Regions from separate parts of the Gossypium hirsutum genome. Here region 2 is linked to region 1. A link is a contact called in public Hi-C data. All regions are on one chromosome and are shown on one strand. Each heading gives the region's core, a stretch centred on a gene start, on an enhancer-like site or on the middle of the called end of the contact. The rest is flanking DNA. Distances are from core to core; before and after follow the strand shown.

Region 1 (2,707 bases), core at 53-2,552:
CTAGTATGGTAAAGTTATTACGATTTTAACCGAATTAAAATTAGGTTAAAAAATAATTTAATTGAGAGAATTAAGTAAAATTATTTGTAATAGAAAAGTAGCTATTGAGTTAGACAAACTATGAATTAATTCAAATATTGAATAACAATATAATTATACTTAATACTAGAAAAGCCCAAAACTGGGCCCATCCTAGGTTATCCTAGAGAAGATGTGTCGCCCACGTATATAGACTTTTAGGGGAAATTTGTGTTTTCTATTAAAAATTATTATTTTGCCTTTTCTTGTTTAAGTAAAATTCTTGTAAAATTTTCTTTTAAATAAGGACTATGAGCTAAATTAAATAAACACATCATTGAATTTAGTTACTTTGTCAGAAAATAGTAAGATTTATTATTTTCCAAATCAAATTTATTTTTGTGAGAATTTAAGTTAGATTTGTTGCCTATAGATATTTCCCATTAAAAAGTTAAAAAGTTTTTGTTGTGTTCAATTTGTGAATTAAAATTCACTCTTTAACCAAATCGAGGCTCAAGAAAAGCAATGAACATCGTATTATTGAAAGCCAAAAATAGATTGAAACTGCTAAGTTGGGAATTTATTAAACTTAAATTAAATCTAAAACATCTAATTTTATATCTTAACAAATCAAATATAAATAAATAAAAGATTTGAACTCTAGACTTAAATTTATCAACACATTACCAAAATAACTCCTAAATAGTAAAATGACAAGAATCACCAAATAATCGAAATATAACCTTAGGAATATTTATGCTAAAATGTACCAACTAACACAGTTATTCAACAAAAAATGCATGATAAAAAAAGAAAATTACTAAATTTTAATAAGAAAAATAATAAAAGGTTCAATTTTATGAAACTATAAAAATTTATTCCTCTTGAGAAATTGAAATTTTAATTTCAAACCATAAAAGAAAAAACACTACATTAAAATTAAAATTAAAAAAAATAAAGGCTTTATTTTCCTAGCCAAGATTTTGAAAATCGAATTGAATTGGAAATCATAAGGACTATTGTTGTTATTTCAAAAGGAGGAAACCCGAAAAAGTAAACATGAAAACACGGAGGGATTGAGTTGCGATTTTCTCAATCCCCCCACTATATAACCTAAAAATCTGACTTAACTATTTCTTTCTTTCATTGAAAAAAAAAAAAACCATTGTCTTTATTTCTTTTTATTTTCTCTATTTCTTCCTTTGCCCTTCTCAAATTTTCTTGGACGGTTCTGGCGCCGGAGATCCCAAAGGTCTTTGATTTCCGGTAGCAGAACACCGTACGCAGTGGTAGGAAAAACTCTCTTTTTTGTTTTTGTCCTTTTTTAGTACTTTGAAAGCTAAAATAGAAGTTATTACTTTTTCTATTCTTTTTTATCTTTCCAGATCTGGAAACCAGATCTTGAATTCTTTGGTTATCACGTTTGGATTTCAAATTGATGATGTCGTTTTCATCCCACAAAATTAGGAAACTAAGAAAAGCTTCTGTTTTTTTTAAAGAAAAAAACCTTCTCTTTTTTTAGTGTGTTTTTGAAACTAGGGGATGTGCTCTACGTGGCGGCTGAGGGCCGTCGGTGTGGTGAAGCTACCTCCTTTCCTTTTAGTCGTGCATGAAACCAAAAAAAAAAAAAAAAAAAAGATCTAGAAAAATGAAAGGTTTACTTTCCAAAAAAGATGAAAAGGGTATGTGCTTTTTTTTCGATTTTTCTCTTTGTTTTTGACTCACTGACTGTTGACTATATTATGCTGCTGACTGACCACTGACTTCTTTCTATTTTTTTTTTCTTTTCATGAATAAATGTTGTTCCTCTAATTGTTATGAACTCTTAATGATGAATTTTATTAGTGGATTAATCTGGCTTCGATTTGTTTTTTCTGTAGAAATCTTTGGCAATTCGTTTGTTGTTTTAACTGATTCTGTTAAAGATGAAATGGCTGAAAAATGTGATCTTCCTTTCATGTGTTCACAGTTCACACTGGCTGCCAAGCTACAAGGGTTTCTACCCTAATTCTGCATCATGAAAATGATATGGCCTTTAAGCTCTGAAATCTGAAATGGACTTGGATCAAAATTGTGAATTGGACTTAAACGAAGTGGTCTTAACTTTTTTTTAAAAAAGGGCTTAAATAAGAAAATGGGATGTAAATTGATTTAAGCCCCAAACTGGACTGCCATTTCAATATTGAATTTAGGCTTAAAAACAATTTAAAACTATTTTTTAAAAAGAATTAGTTCATTTTTTTTAAAGTGATTTCTGCTTTAAAATTGAATTTAGGCTTTAAAATTGTAAACAATCTATCAACTTTAAGCCCCAGCCCCAAAACAATTTTTTCTAAAAAAAATCGTCAATTTTATTTTTAAGCAAAATTTTGATTTTGTTATTATTTTTCAAAAACAACTATAATTGGATATCCAAATATTTACAAAGTCAAAATCTAAGGTTGTTACAACTATTGAAACTTCTTGGGTCGTGTTTGAAATTGTGGAAGGTAAGTTCAAACATATTTAGAGGGAAGTCAACAGAGTTGTAGATTGCATCACAAAGATAAATGGTGATGTGATTGACCAAAAATTAAATTAAATTAAATTAGAAAGAATTTATGATTAATTTCAACTTGATTGAAATCAAAATTAAATAAAATTTAGCTCAATTCAATTTTAATTCTTAAAATTTAAGGTAGAAGAATTC
Region 2 (2,707 bases), core at 75-2,574, 190 kb before region 1:
AGTTGTTGCAATTATATATCGTCAAATCCTCAATGAAATGGGATAACACTAGTTGATGGAGACCCATCGATTTTGGTGCTTTTCTATGCGGCTGCTTAACAAACATATATGATAACATATGATACCTGGTTTTGTGGATAAAATTTTAATTGGGGGAAATAGGGACTAATGAAAATCTAAAGACGGGTATCTCACCAAACATCATAAGCCAACCCAACAGCATGGAGCAATCATGTACGAACATGATATACTCAATAGAAACTATGTTAATGGGTACTAAATGAAGATAGCTAGTTAACCCCGGCTTTTTCTTTTTGAGTGGAATTATTAAAAATACAAAATAAAATATCTCAGCTACCTAGGGCGAGTGCTGTTGAGTTCTTGAACTAAAAGAAGCGACAAGAAAATGATGGTCTAGATGCCACACAATGATATATGAACATGATATAGTAAAAATAAGTAATATATATATATATAAACAGATTATTGAAACATTAAAAGAAACAATACAATACATAACTTATCATGTCTTGTCTCTCTACAATGAAATAAAAGAGGGAGAAGGAAGGGGACAAAAAGCCAGCAAAAGAAATATGAAATAAGATAACCGCCAACTGGATCATAGTGAAATTGTGTGAGAATGTGGTTTGGGGGGGGGGGAGGATGAAGATGGCAGAGGGGAGGGGTACCCTAGGCGGAGTGTGGTCCTCACCCTCTCTCGTCACTGTTAGCTCCACAGTTGCATCTCTAAATACAAATTTACCAGACTGTAATAATAATAATAATAATAATAATAATAATAATAATAATAATAATAATAATAAAGAGTAGTACTACTACTACACTGATTAACATTTAATTTATTGGCTGCAAAGAAAAGAAAATAGTATATTAGAAAAAAAGAAAAAAAATGGTGGAGCATCATGCATGAGGACCTTTCATCTGAATAAATGATGAAAGAGAATGAGAGAGGTCCCCCCATTGTAGGGTTTTGAAATAGCTAGGCTGCTGCTGCTTCTGCTTCTGCTTCTGCTTTAGCTTTAAAAAGGGCTGACTAATTAGCAGTGAGATGAGAGAGAGAAGCTTAACCATCCTTCCCTTTCTCCTCTGATTACCAGCTTTGATGTTAACTCATGAGATTTTCCTCGTAAATTCTCGGTAACCGTTACATACGACCTGTTTGTGTATAATTATATATAATTACATGGCGCATATATATGTAAGTGAGTAAGCGAGGGTTGGGTTAGGTGAAAGAGAAGCGATGGGGCTGTTCATGTCTTAAGGGCGATGGATGAATGCGCATTGTACTGTTTGGCATCTTTTTTTTAGGCAGCTGGCAACTGCTGCCTGTAAGAGTCGCAAAGTAAAAGAGAGTTAAAAGGAGCAGTACTTTCCTGTGCTTTTGCAGTTTCCTTTCATCCATATCCCCTCCCTTAGATTGCCTTTCTTCCTTTCCTTTCCCATCATGTGCCTCAATCTAAACCCACCCCTTCTCCCCATTTTCATTTCCTGCTTGCTTTTCTTTCATATTTCACTAATAACGTTAAATAAATCGTACTACCATGAATGAAATATATATAAACAAATAATTAGGGCAAGCGTCCAATTCAGGGAATGATCATTTTTCATTTTGCCTTGAATTATGTCATGATGGATTTGTTAACCAAGATTTAAACTTAAAATCTAAAAATTCTTAAGACCCGATCAACATCATATTACTTATATTATATATATTACCTATCAATATGAATATATATATAAAAACAGTTAGTCTAATTTAAAATTGATTGATGCCGAAAAGAATGGTACAGCATAGTGGGGCTAAGTGATGTTTGGGACACTGATTGCTAGAATGAAAAAATTGGCAAGCAAATTCCCAAGTCAATAACTAGGGCAGGCAGGAATGGCCGCAGCATTTAAGCTCACACAAATAAAGCAAACAAATTTCTGAATTGTCAAAACTAAAAACTAGTTCTAAAACTGGACTTCTCCTTTACGTGTCAACCTCATTTATCTATGCCAAAACAAAATCTAGGACATATGAAATCTCTTTTTCTTATCTAGTTCTATTAGAAATAACATACAGTATGATACCGCAAATTTTGGACTAATCGATAATCCAATTATTTGGGTCAATCATATTCGGAATTGATATTAAAAAAGAGAGTATATAATTCACATGATAAAAGTGATTGTATGAGTTTAGGGTTTTAACCTTAATTAGATTTAGTGGATCGTTATTGTATTATGTATACGATATGTTGGTGATGGATGAATAAGTTACAACTGCTTAAATATTCATAGTGTTAATTAAATCCCTAATTAAGATGTGTTTTCAGCTTTTGATTCGTTGCCAATTTTTGATTGTCATAAACCATCAAAAGCAAGGAAAAGAATATACGGTTTTGACGGAGGTTTGGCCCAACACATATAAAGTGGAAGATCCAAGTGGAGCACATCCACATGCTGAAGAATTAGAAAGCCAAAACATGTTAAAAGATTAAAGAGCCTAATTCACTGTAAAACCATCTAGTTACTTCCTTCCACTATTTACAGCACTAAGTCCGAAACAAATTTACCTTTTCTTAGGATTTAGTTTTCTAACTTTTCTTACTTGTTTCTTTTAGTAACATGGTTGTTTACTAAAACTAGCTAATAATATGCTAAGAAACAGAGTTTGAATATAAATAACAGCGGAAGTGGATGT

Evidence for each region. Hi-C and Micro-C count contacts between places; a contact is called where the count stands out from the background.
Region 2: a contact with region 1 is called in a Hi-C map of leaf, with 2.1 times the contacts expected there. The contact joins two enhancer-like sites. A contact is called at or near these places in 4 of 34 Hi-C or Micro-C datasets (hypocotyl, leaf and petal).

Annotation. Positions count from the first base shown.
Region 1 is chrA07:28,791,391-28,794,097 of Gossypium_hirsutum_v2.1, reverse strand. No RefSeq gene overlaps it. Among protein-coding and RNA genes, the nearest start is that of LOC121203811, 9.0 kb to the right of the region's middle. Within about 2 kb of position 1,302, at least 6 of the 9 cell types and tissues checked have an H3K27ac peak or open chromatin away from gene starts, as enhancers often do.
Region 2 is chrA07:28,977,683-28,980,389 of Gossypium_hirsutum_v2.1, reverse strand. No RefSeq gene overlaps it. Among protein-coding and RNA genes, the nearest start is that of LOC121204429, 13 kb to the right of the region's middle. Within about 2 kb of position 1,324, at least 5 of the 9 cell types and tissues checked have an H3K27ac peak or open chromatin away from gene starts, as enhancers often do.